3 separate regions of the Sus scrofa genome follow, and regions 1 and 3 are each linked to region 2. Evidence: chromatin contacts called from public Hi-C and promoter capture Hi-C data. All regions are on one chromosome and are shown on one strand. The core of a region is the stretch at or near the end of the contact, and the rest is flanking DNA. Distances in the headings are between cores, read along the strand shown.

What was found. Promoter capture Hi-C pulls out the DNA fragments that hold promoters and counts their contacts. A called contact is a pair of places that touch in the nucleus more often than the background predicts.
Region 1: a Hi-C map of embryonic fibroblasts shows a contact between it and region 2, with 2.5 times the contacts expected there. The contact joins the promoter of MYL4 here to the enhancer-like site in region 2. A contact is called at or near these places in 7 of 47 Hi-C or Micro-C datasets (embryonic fibroblasts, liver, mesenteric adipose tissue and 3 more) and 1 of 2 datasets of contacts at active chromatin or transcription factors (alveolar macrophages).
Region 3: a promoter capture Hi-C map of skeletal muscle shows a contact between it and region 2, with 8 times the contacts expected there. The contact joins the promoter of CDC27 here to the enhancer-like site in region 2. A contact is called at or near these places in 3 of 5 promoter capture datasets (fetal liver, liver and skeletal muscle), 12 of 47 Hi-C or Micro-C datasets (alveolar macrophages, embryonic fibroblasts, epiblast stem cells and 7 more) and 1 of 2 datasets of contacts at active chromatin or transcription factors (alveolar macrophages).

What each region holds. Positions count from the first base shown.
Region 1 is chr12:16,790,556-16,795,053 of Sscrofa11.1, reverse strand. MYL4 (myosin light chain 4) reads left to right here and starts at 2,841. Exons shown (of 8, transcript XM_003131306.2): 1 at 2,841-2,997.
Region 2 is chr12:17,115,461-17,119,671 of Sscrofa11.1, reverse strand. All of the region lies in intron 7 of MAPT (microtubule-associated protein tau), which reads left to right. Among named protein-coding and RNA genes, the nearest start is that of MAPT, 94 kb to the left of the region's middle. Within about 2 kb of position 2,626, at least 50 of the 83 cell types and tissues checked have an H3K27ac peak or open chromatin away from gene starts, as enhancers often do. A contact at or near this core is called in alveolar macrophages, embryonic fibroblasts, epiblast stem cells and 6 more, where this site is marked.
Region 3 is chr12:16,808,120-16,812,302 of Sscrofa11.1, reverse strand. It overlaps CDC27 (cell division cycle protein 27 homolog), which reads right to left and starts at 1,435. Exons shown (of 19, transcript XM_003131307.5): 1 at 1,247-1,435. The coding sequence starts at 1,273.

The DNA.
Region 1 (4,498 bases), core at 1,592-4,091, 320 kb after region 2:
TCACTCCCCAAGGGAGGAGCAATCGTGGGGGAAGTACTTCTTAGACGGCAGTTCACCTGCCCTGCGAGTTTAGGGGATGAAGAGAGAAAACAGCTGTCTAGGGTTCGAGTGCCGCTCCTGTTTTTTATGGGCCCCTCCCAAGCACAGTGCGTCTTCCATGCCCTGATCTTACCCTTACCAGCACCTGGATCAGAGGCTTGAGTCATGAAGGTGATGGCACATCCCTGTTTGCGCTAAGCCACCGGTGGAGGAAAAGACAGATGAGAACACCAGAGACCCTTTCCCTTTTCAGTCATTTCACAGCCATGCCTGGCCACCTCGGGCCATAAACCAAAGCCACCCTGCTTACCACACTCACACCAGTTCAAAACTGGCTGCTCCCCCCAAGGGGTATCTCACAATTTTCTTCATTTCTTGGTATTTTCTGTTCATAATTCTTCTGCTGTTGACCGTGGGAGGGAGCACAGCCGTCTCACTGGTCCAGTCAAGCTTAAGGATTTTTGAGTACTTGCTCTGTGCCAGGACACTGCTTTGTGCAGATTGCCTGTATTAACTCTTTTTCTTTTTCTTTTTTTTGCCACACCTGTGGCATGTGGAAGTTCCTGGGCCAGGGACTGAACCCTTGCCACAGCTGTAAACCAGAGTCATAGCAGTGACAACACCAGATCCTTAACCCGCTGATCCACAAGGGAACCCCTTATGTTTATTCGCTAATCACCCTGTGAGGTTATATTAGCAGCCTCATTTTTTTAAATTCTTTTTTTTTTTTGCTTTTTAGGGCCGCATGTGCAGCATAAGTTCCGAGGCAAGGGACCGAATTGGATCTGCAGCTGCTGGCCTATGCCACTGCCATGCCACAGCAATGCCAAATCCAAGCCACATCTGCAACTATACCATAGCTCATGGCAACGCTGGATCCTTTAACACACTGAGTGAGGCCAAGGATTGAACCTGCATCTTCATGGATACTAGTCGGCCTCATTATCGCTGAGCCACAGCAGAAATTCCATCACCATTTTTTAGATGAGAAAACTGAGACATAAGGAAAGTAACTAGCTTGCCTGGTGGACAACTCGATCAGGCCTCTAACCCAGGACTCTAACTCTTGGGTGGGCCCCCTTAACCTCTGCCCTGCAGCAGAGCCTGATTCACCCAGTGCCCTCTATGGGGACAGATAAATGTAGTGTTGGCCAGGGCATTGCCCCATGATGTCTAGCTTATGAGACACTGGACAGAAAGAGGGGAGCAGTGACAAGGACAAGGCTTTAACAGCCAGGCCTGCTGTCAGCAGCATTTGATCCCAGGCAGGAGACTAACTGATCTCCCTTGGGGCAGAACACTGGCCTTGCGTGGTTAGAGGTGAAGGAAGGAGGATGCCTGAGTCTGCGTTAGCCCAGCCTAAACCAGGGCTCATGTCAGTTCTCCTCTGTGCATTGTCCCTGAATTTGATGTGTGGTGTAAACTGGTTGGTGTGAAATTCTGTCCTTGTCTTCCTTCTACCAAGCATGAGGTCCTTCCAATGGGAGCATTTGGCCTGGAGCAAATGCTCTGGCTGGGAACCCCCGTGCCTCCCAGAGGCAGTAGTGAAGCTGCCAGCACCTGCTACTCCGCTGGCCTCCTCACTTCTGCCTCCTCTTTCCTTCTCTCTTCCTTTCCTTTGCTCTGATTGTTGAACTTGTATTGGAGGGTAAGACCCTGCTGTAACCCCTGTGAAGGGTACTCTAGGTGGATAACATTGGAGGGTGACAGTCGGTGGCCATAAAGCAGAATGAGGACCGTAAGAAACCTCTGACTCCGGTTCCTGGGGTCTTATGAACTGCGGGCATCGTGGGTTTTAGTAATAATGAGGCTGGTGTCAGGTATCTTGACTCACAACGTGTGGCTTTTTCTGGGAAACCACAGCTCTCTTCCAGTGGCTTCTGAGTACCAGTTGCTTGTTTAGCTGGGGTTGCTTAAAGAGAATCAGAAACCGATTTGAGGAGATGCTCCTCCCCCACTGAGGTTTCAGGCATGCAGGCCACTCATCTGAGTGTTGCTGACAGGCAGGCTGTCTGGCCCCAGGGACCTGCTACATGCTTTCTGAGCCACAAATATTTCACACCGTGGGTACTCAGCAGCCGTCCTTCCCCTCCCCAGTTCCCTTCCACCTCTTCCTTGTTCCTAAATCCACACTCTACAGTCACGTTAGCCAGGGCCACCTTACCCATCCCTCCCTCCTGTGGGCCTCTCTCCGGGCACTGCTTTCCGGAAAACCAGACACCTGAGCATGCCTCTAGCTTCCTCTGCCTTGGAAGGCAAGGTAAAACCCACAGCTGTGATTGTCTCCTATGTGTAATACATAAAACACTTAGGAGTGGTGCTGATTGAAGCGGCAGGGGTAGGGGAGCCCCAGACCTGGCCTCTCTGCGTCCCTTACTGCCAGAAGCAAGTTAAGGATGCCTTAGGTGTCTGTTGCACACTTTGAAATCCCCTGACTATCTCTCCTTGTAGAGATAAGAAAGCTGAGGCCCAGAGAGGGGAAGTGGCTGGAGTCAGGACAGTGGCGTCTAGCTCTTGTAGCTTCTAGCCTGCAGTTTTCCACAGTTTGTGTACCTCTGCAAACCCCAGACACCTTGTCCAGGGAGGGGATGCTGGGGGTGGGGGTGGGGGAGGGGGAGAGGCTCGGCTTCCTCATCCCTCCTTCCTCATCACCAGCAACCTGAGCTCCCAGCCCCCTGGGGAATGAGGGAGAGGGAGAGAGCCGAGAATGCTGAAGGGTGCAAGCAGAGGCACATGGGAGCAGGTGACAAGGAGTCAGAAGGAAGAGAAAGGGCAGAAGAGAGGAAGTGGGGAGGGGAAAAGAGCCAAGGAGCTGCCGTGCCTGTCCAGGACCAGGACTGGCCTAGGGTTGGGGCCCTGGCCTTGCTCTAGGATCCCCTTGGGGGAAGTCCTGGCCTCCTTTCCTGCCTCAGTTTTCTTTGAAGTCTTCCCTGCTCACTAGTGGTACAGTGAGAGCAGGTACAGGGTAGGGGAGGGGCGGGTGGTGTCAGAGCATCACACGCAGGGAGCCGGGCTTAGCTGGCTCCACTCCGCCTGCGAATAGCTGAGGGTCTTGAGGTGGCTCCGAAGTCTCCTGCCTTAGATTCCTCACCTGTCAAAGCAGAGGGGGTGAGACGATCTCTAAGGGCCCTTTTGGCTCTAAATATCTGGGAAATGAAACTATGGAGCCCGTGCTTAGGGAACCCAGAGAATGGGCAGATGTGGGCTCCAGGGCATCAGGAATTATGTGGTCTATCAACCTTGTTTTATAGATGAGGAAACTGGACCTAGAAAGGCAAAGTGACTTCTCTTTCAGCTTTATTTCTCTTCATCCTCTGAACTGTAGAGTCGTAAGATTCAGCTCAAAGTAATTCTGTGCAGTGGTTAAGTTTTCTGTTGTTTTTCTGACATTTTTTGACTTTTAACTTTTTTTTTTTTTTACAAAAACAGTACATGCTTGTTGAAAAAAATTTCCGTTAATACAGGAAGTGAAAAAAGTAAAAAACTGAAAATTGCTGTTATCCTCCTGTCCTCACCCTTTGAGTCCCCAGGGGTGTCTCCTGTTAATGGTCTAATATGTATTCATCCTAACCTTTCTGATGAACACACAGACGTATATGGGCTCCCCCGAACTGGGATTATAATATGCATTATTCAAGCATTACCTTTACAATCAGACATACCTGCTTCTCATGCTAGTTTATTGTGAATTAGCTCTGACCTTGTTATTTGATCAGTTTTAGCCTCAGTCTCATGTGTGAAATGGGAGTGATAATAAAGATATTATTATTATTACCTTACAGGATTATAGTGAGGATTTTTTTTTTAATTCTTTTTTTTTTTTTTTTGTCTTTTGTCTTTTTGTTGTTGTTGTTGTTGTTGCTATTTCTTGGGCCGCTCCCGCGGCATATGGAGGTTCCCAGGCTAGGGGTTGAATCGGAGCTGTAGCCACCAGCCTACGCCAGAGCCACAGCAACGTGGGATCCAAGCCGAGTCTGTGCCCTACACCACAGCTCTCGGCAACGCCGGATCCCTAACCCACTGAGCAAGGGCAGGGACCGAACCCGCAACCTCATGGTTCCTAGTCGGATTCGTTAACCACTGCGCCACGACGGGAACTCCTATAGTGAAGATTTAATGAGATTTTATATGAATGGCACTTAACTATCAGGCCTGATACATAAAGAGCCCTACACACACACACACACACACACACACACACACACACACACACACACACACACAACCAGGAGGCGCACAGTGAGTTAGAAGTATATAGTAAAAATGAGACCTGAGATCCTGACCTCTGATCTCATTGCATTTGAGCCAACCCCTCTGCTTCTCACCCTAGCTCCTCTGGACACAAGTTGAGCACTCAGTATTTGTTGAAGGAGTGATTGAGGTTGTGCGGGTGGACCTAGGGATTTGAGGGCTGGGGAGTTCTTGGGGAGCTGGCTCTGGAAGATGGAGGGTTTTACCC
Region 2 (4,211 bases), core at 1,377-3,876:
ACAACAAAGATCAACACATTAATCTCCAGGGAAAATGATTTAAAAAAAAAAAAAAAGGAAAAAAGAAGGCACTTGGGATCCATGCAGAAGGCCTTTAAAATGGCAGGACAGGCATTCCCGTTGTGGCTCAGCTGTAACGAGCCCGACTGGTATCCATGAGGATGCCAGTTTGGTCCCTGGCCTCACGCAGTGGGTTAAGGATCTGGCATTGCCCAGAGCTGTGATGTAGGTCACAGACTTGGCTCAGATCCGATGTTGCTGTGGCTGTGGTGTAGGCCGGCAGCTGCAGCTCCAATTCAACCCCTAGCCAGGTAACTTCCATATGCTGCAGGTGCGGGCCTACAAAGCAAAGAAAGAGAAAAAGAAAGAAAGAAAGAAAGAAAGAAAGAAAGAAAGAAAGAAAGAAAGAAAGAAAGAAAGAAAGGAAGAAAGAAAGAAAGAAAGAAAGAAAGAAAGAAAGAAAGAAAGGAAGGAAGGAAGGAAGGAAGGAAGGAAGGAAGGAAGGAGAAAGAAAGAAAGAAGAAAGGAAGGAAGGAAGGAAGGAAGAAGAAAGGAAGGAAGGAAGGAAGGAAAGGAAAAGAAAAGAAAAAAGAAAGAAAAATAACATTTCTATTCAGAAAAAAAGTTTGATAGAAATACAGTTGTGACTGGAGGTGTCAGTAGATTAAAGTAAAAGCTAAAAGAACATAGAAAGTCCATGTAATTGAAAAGGGAAATTAACAAATATGAGGAATTAAACAAAGAGTTTATCTATTATTAAGAGTTCAGACATTATGTTAATAGTCTATTTAGTCCATAAAGAAAAATACTCATGTAGAGAAGCCGAAAGTGCTTCTACTCTCTAAGCTCAGTGTAATACACCAGAACTTCATTGTGTACCTATCACCAACATGACCACAAATGCTTTGTCATTGCTCATTCAGTTTGGAAATCAAAATAGCTTTTCCAAATGCCTTGGTAACAAATGCCATAAAGTATATGGCAATGTCCACAAATTGTACTTAGGAGAAAGTCTTGATTTTAAATAATTTCATTTTAAAAAATTAAATGACTGCAGCATATAAATTATGTTCATGGAGGGAAAAAAGGGAATACAAGAAAAGAAATGAGAATACAGAAACAAAGATAAGAGCAGAAATAAATTAGAAAAGAGGAGGTGGGCAGTGGAACGAGACAGGAACATGAGTTGCGGTGGTTGCCTGTCAGGGGTACGATGGCGGGGAGTGGGGAGGGCGGCGGTCGGAAGGGGGTTGGGAGGGGGCTAAGAATTCAATAGGAATATAGCTGCATAAAAAAAAAAAAAAAAAAAAAAAAAAAAAAAAAAAAAAAAAAAAAAAAAAAAAAAAAAAGAGAACATACTATAGCCTCAAAAGCTGGTTCCTCCCTTTTTTCCTTTATTCATTCATCCAACATTTCTGGGGCACCTCTGAGCGCCAGACCCTATGCTAAGAGATCCTGCCTCCAAGGCCCAGGCTGGGGAAGGAGACACATGAGCTAATAAAAAGGGGCAGGATGGAGTTCCCGTCGTGGCGCAGTGGTTAACGAATCTGACTAGGAACCATGAGGTTGTGGGTTTGGTCCCTGCCCTTGTTCAGTGGGTTAACGATCCGGCGTTGCCGTGAGCTGTGGTGTAGGTTGCAGACGTGGCTCGGATCCCGCATTGCTGTGGCTCTGGTGTAGGCCGGTGGCTACAGCTCCGATTCAACCCCTAGCCTGGGAACCTCCATATGCCGTGGGAGCGGCCCAAGAAATAGCAACAACAACAAAAGACAAAAAGACAAAAAAAAAAAAAAAAGGGGGGGGGCAGGAGGAGAGGTCGGCCACACGCAGGAGGGAGCAGCCTGCACCATCGATGGTCCCCCACACTGAGGGTCACCTGTGTGGTCATCCACCCTGAGGAGGTCACCTGCACCATCCAGAGTCACCACCCTGAGAATCACCTGTGTTTAGAGTGTCACTCACAATGCCAGTTGCACCAACAAATCAGAGAAAACAGGACAGACCCTTTGAGGGGATCATCACTGGGTCTCTGAGAGGACAGTCCCCAACACAGAGTTCTGGAGACCCACCCAGACGGAGAGAGACTAGTGGGAAACTGCCCCTGAAGCTATCTGAGAGCAAAAGCAAACTAAAGCTAAAACAGGCCCAGCCGGGGCAGCAGAGGGGCGTGGGCTGGGCTGGAGCTGCGTTTGTTTACGGGAGAACTGAGAGTTAACAGCTGGTAGAGGGAGGTCCCTGCTGGCTCTGCTGTGAACTGCCTGGGCATTTGGCCCGACAGGACAGGATGGGATAGGATGGAGAAGGCAGAGGGTGGTGGGTGACACCGCCTGCAGAGCCTCAGGCTCCACTGCAGTGAGTCATGGAGGCGGAGCTGAGTAAGAGGGGCGAGTGTGGGCCTGGCCGAGATTAAGGCGGCACCGACCTCAGCAGCTGCTCTGTGTGGTCAGCGGAGAGCACAGGGGTCCCAGGTACCTTCCACGGTGAGAGAGAGGAGCTCATTTGGGGCCGAGGCTGCCAGGTAAGAACTAGGGGGCTCCCTGTGGCTGCCAAGGTGAGAAGGGACATGCAGAGTCATGACCAGAGCATGGTGTGGGGAGGAGGGGGAGGGTGGTCTGGTGGACTTCCAGCAGATGGAGCCAAAGTCACGGTAGCTGGGAGGTGAAGGCCCCAGACAGGACACAGCTGCAGGGCTTGGAAAGCCTTGGGCTGCAATATTCCAGATGGCCACAAGATGGCAATGGCACGCTGTAGGCGGCCGTCTCATTCCCGAGAACTGAAGTATTTTGTGATGTGAGTCCGCTGTATTTGCTGACAAAGTTTCAGGTCTCATTTCAAAAAGTGTATGTGTGTGTGTAGAACACTTATGTGAAGTAAAAAATGTGAGTCTGTACCTAGAATAGTTTGCCTGTCCTGGATCAGGGCCAGAGACTCAGCAGAACTTGAGTTGAAGTGTCAGGCTCTGCAGATCCTCCTCTGGGACAGGCCTATAACTCCAAGACCCTCTGGGCACTTTCCCTGTACACAGCATCTGTGTTTCTGAAAAATCTGGTGTAAATCCCATCATTTTAAAGAAGCTTGGCAGCAGCTACTGTTTAAAAGAACAATGTAAATAGTTTGAGCTTCTGGGTCAGTTTTCAGGCTGACCATCCTGGGCTTGAAGAAATAGCTTGCTATGGTGTCCGGTGCCGACCCATGTTAAGTTCCCACCAGCCCCCAAGCCTCAGCACTGAGCCTGTTGACCCTACTGAGGCCAAGCCAGGCCCAACCCTATGCGTCCCCAGGGATGTGACGGTGGCCTGAAGACACTGGGCCAGCCTGGGAGCTCCTGAGGGGGAGGGCTGGGCCATCTGGAGCACCTTGAGAAATCTGAGCCCAAACAGAACCGGAACAAGGTCTGATGAGAGTTTGGAACCGTTTGGGGTTGTCCGGGAAATGGATTAAACCAAAGTGGATCCACTCCTAGCCTCACCCCACCCCAGCCTCTCCTCCAGATCAAACCCTGACCACAGGAATATGTCCCTGGATTAGGAGACCTCTGGATCAAAAATCGGAGCCTCCAAAACGTTTTTTCCTTGATGGGTATTTTCAGTGTCTGCCCAGAGCTGAGGCTCAATACTTTACATTTACTCAGCTGAGAAATTAAGTTTTAGGATTCCATTTTCATAATGCCATCCATTGCCCTTTCTTCTCCTTTTTGTAAATCTACCATTCTGTAAAGGGTATTGCCTTAATTTGACCACTAACAGTAATTCAGGTCTGCTTTGTAAATATCCTTATGTCTCCTGCCAAATCCTGCAAAAGCTTTTGCCTTTTTTTGTGGGATTGGAACGAGGAAAAAACATATGGGAGTTCTCATTGTGGCTCAGTGGGTTAAGAACCCAACAGTGTCTGTGAGGATGCGGGTTCAATCCCTGGCCCCACAGTGGGTGGGTTAAGGATCCGGCATTGCCTCAAGCTGTGGCATCAGTCACAGATGCAGCTTGGATCCAGTGTTGCAGCTGTAGTGTAGGCCTACAGCTGCAACTCCTATTTGACCCCTAACCTGGGCACTTCCATATGCTGCAGATGTGGCCATAAAAAGAAGAAAAAGCCACATGGAGAAAACATTTCTGTGTATGCTGCAGATCTTGTTATTGCTTAATGTCTCTTGAGTCATTTGATGAATTTCTTGTAAAAATCAGTACAGAATGGAGTTCTCATCATGGCTCAGT
Region 3 (4,183 bases), core at 186-2,685, 310 kb after region 2:
AACAGGTAAACTTCCAGGATAGAATCTCACATTATATTAACTAAAAAACTAATAGTTGCTATACAGAAAAGAGCTAGAGAAAGAGCCAACTAGGAGAAAATAGTATTTCATCCTGTGAAGAAAAATTAAGGAAATATGGAAGGAGTGATGTATTAAATTTTTTACTATGTGATACCAATAGTAAGTAGTGAATAGGCCTATTAAGGGCAATATGAAAGAACTTCTAAAATTGGTTTCTTTTTTTAACTTCAAAATAAAGAAAGTCCCTGACTCAAAGACAGTAGTTGATAAAGGTCAACTCTTTTAATCAATTCAAAGATCATAGGGTAGGCATAAAGTCTCCCAGACCTGGTCCATCACCAAGGGACAAAAGATTCAGTTTCTTCAGATGTCTTGGGGGGGGGGGGAATGACTTGGCACTGCATCATCACACACTTAAAATCCAATAGGGTTCCTTCCAAGCCAATGGAGCACTTTGCATCAAAACATACCTTGGTGTGGTACGGACGGAAAAATCATTATCTGCCTTTCATTTCCTGAACGCCTTATAAACACGTACAATAAAACACTCCTGATTCCCATCATAGGTCATGGAAAAAACCCAACTTGCCGTTTCCACCCTCTCCCCTTTAATAGGTGCTTGCATCTCAGCACCGGGCCTTGGAGTTCTCGACGGAAATCATTGTCCAGAAGGAAGTTTACTGGGCGAGAAAAGCAACGTGGGTTACAAAGTCTGTCACCGAAATAGAAATTAGTATTAAAAACACCGATCCTACCCTCCCTCCACCTACTCACAAAAAAACAAAAACAAAATCAAAAACAACACTCTCCCCGCAAACTTGCCCCACCATTATGAAGATCCTGCAAACGCTGATCAAATATGCTTCCCAATCATCTTCAGGCAAGAGAGCACCTGGGGCTAGTTTTCCGCCCCCTCATCCCAAACCCGTCCCGGGCCCGGCCCCCAGACTGACAGAAGGGGTTCGCTCGACGTTGGCCTGGAAGGGAAAGGGGGTCTTATCAACGAACCCCGCTCCTGCTGGGGGAAGAAGTAATGTAGGGCCAGAGGTAACACGGCTTAGGTTGCGGGCAAGGCTTCGGAACTGACGAGAAGACAGGCAGAAGCCGGCGAGAGGGGAGGCGGGAGAAGCAGCCGGGCCTAGGCCGCACCAGGCCGCGAAGTGGCCATACGCTGCTTCCAGACCAAGGCTGCGAGCCAAGCCTCAGCGAAGGGGGTTACCATTACCTGGACGGGTTCCTGCAGCACCGTCATCCTTGAGGCTCAGGCCCACTTTCTGCAGTGCCTCAGGCCCCCCCCCGTAGCGGCTCCGGCCCGGCCAGCCCCGGCTCATTTAAACTCACCAGCGACCGTTACCGGGGGATGGGGGAGGCCGAGCGATTGCCGAGTACTTCCGAAAGGGACACGGAAAAACCCGAAGTGGAGAGACCGGGGCGGGAGCCAGACGGAAATGACCGAAGGAAACCGGAAATACCCGAGGTGTATCGACGGAGGAGGAGACCGTTGCCGGAAATTGTCGAGGATTACCGGAGATTACCGAGTGTAACCCAGTGCGTAGGTTCCACTTCTACGCCATGCCTTCACTCACGCACGCCACGCCCCCCATGGGCCACCCTAGGGCACGCCCAATCCGCAACCAGTAGGCTGGGCATGGCTGCAGGAGTCAGCTGGGATCGTTACGTGACCCGGTGGCCGCCTTGCTTCTCCGCTCAACCTTGCTGGATTAATTGGTGCGCTGCAGATTAAGCAAAGGGTTAAACCCAAGAGTTTGGGGTTGACTTTAGTTAAACAAGAATTATCTGTATTTTGAGTTTAGGTCATTCATTCATTCCAGAACTATCTATTCAAGGCTCAAAAGGAAAATAGGAAATTGGAAGGATTGCCACCCCCGAAGATTTTGTAGGACCCCGGTCCTCAAAGAGATTATTGTCTATTTAACGGAAAACTAATGTAACAAAGAATAGTACATTATATGGTGATGTGAGCATTCAGAAGAGAGGAAAGGGAAATTAATTAGGATTGAGATGAGGAAGTTTCAGACTGGTTTCGAAGGATGGGTAGAATTAGAAGAAAGGAGAAAATAGAAGGAAGTAGAATGAGATCTGGTACGTTAACTGGAAATGATTATTTAGGTGGCCAGATCATGGAAAAATCTCAGGAGGGAAGAGTTTTTTATTCTTGATAGAGGCATTGTGGTGTATTGGGAAATTCAGAGGCTTAGTTTTGAATTTTATCTCTGGCACTAAATTGTATTAGGTCCTTAAGCAAGTCACAACCTCCCTGAACTTCTGTTGCCTTAGTCTGAAAAAAAAAAGCAATTAAGAGAACTAAATGCATTAAAGTATGTGACTGTGTCTAACAAACTCTAAGAGGTTCTCAAATTTACTTCCTGCTCCCTTTCCCCCCAGAATGTGTGAACAGGGAACTATCAAAACTTTATTTTTTGGTAGATAAGAAAAAGTCTTTGCAATATTTTTAAATTCAAGTATAGTTGATTTACAATATTATGTTTCAGGTGAACAGCAAAGTGATGCAGATATATTTACAGATTGTTTGCCATTATAGTTTATTACAAAATATCAAATATAGTTCCCTGTGCTATACAGTAAATCCTTGTTGCTTATCTATTTTGTGTAGAGTAGTTTGTAGCTATTAATCCCATACTCCTAATTTCTCCCTCTCTCTCCCTTCCCTCTTTGGTAACCTTAAGGTTAAGGAAAACATTTGGGTTTTATTGTGTGTTTGATTGTTTGCTTTTTAGGGCTGGCCACATCTGCAACATATGGAGGTTCTGAGGCTAGGGGTCTCATCAGAGCTGTAACCGCAGGCCTACGATACAGCCACAGCAACTTGGGATCTGTGACCCACACCACAGCTCACGGCAATACTGGATTCTTAACCCACTGAGCAAGGCCAGGGATCAAACCCAAGTCCTCATGGATGCTAGTCAGGTTTGTTAACTCCAAAATGTGATGCTTTTAAGTGAGCATAGCACTCCAGATTTTCTTCAAATGGAGTTCGGAATGCAAGAGGACAGGCTTTTATTTTCTGGATTACTTCTGTTAAGGTGGACTAAAGTTGTATTTGCATTTTATAACAGTCAATGACACGGTTTGTTCATGCTAAGTTTTTTGTCATTTTTTTTTTAAGGCCGCACCCAGGGCATATGGAGGTTCCCAAGCAAGGGGTTGAATAGGAGCTGCAGCTTCGGTCCTACACCACAGCCACAGCAACGTTAGATCTGAGCCGCATCTGCAGCCTACACCACAGCTCATGGTAACACCAGATCCTTAACCCACTGAATGGGACCAGGGATCAAACCCACGTCCTCATGGATACTAGTCAGGTTCATTAACCACTGAGCCATGACGGGAACTCTGGTTTTCTGTCCTTTAACATGCACAGCTCTTTTTTACACAACACGTGAAAGTCTTGTACTTGTACACTGGATTCTTGTAAATTTAAATGTAGGAACTCACAACACAGGATAGATACATAAAGATGATATTTTTTTGTGTGAAAATGTGTATCTAGAGTCAGCATTTAAAGAGTCTGTGATTCTTGCACTCTGGCTCTTAAGCTTAGAATTTGCCTAAAGTCCCTCCTTTTTTTTCGTTTCTCTAAAAAAACAAAGCATTTCTTTCCTGACTGTTACTCACGGGGTTAACACATCTGTTGGTGGTTTTGTACTCATGCACAGCAAGGCCACATCGTTTGAAGTTGTGCTTTGATGGAATCTTTTAGAGCATTTTTCACTTCCTTTTCTGTTCCTGATTGACCTACTTAAACTCACCATCTAGCAACCCCTTGGGCATCCTGCTGTCACCTGTTCTCCACATATATTTAGCGGGCAAATGGAGTTAAATTACAATCAGCATTATTCCAAACATGGTAAATTGTCCTTTTCCTTAGCCTGATTCATGGTCTGTTTCATGTTCAATCAGATTTGGAGGCCAGCATTTAGGGAACTATTCAAGAAGCTAGACATGGTATCCTTAGCAAGGTGTAGGCCCACTGATAAGGCCCAGAGTAAGTTTACTCTTCCGAATTCCTTCAGTTCTTCTCTATCTGTACCCTTCTTTTGCCCCAATTGTACTCTGCCTCATTCTCTTTATATTGCCTGACCTTGCATGCCCCCCCTTTCTCTTTTCTCTTCATTGAATC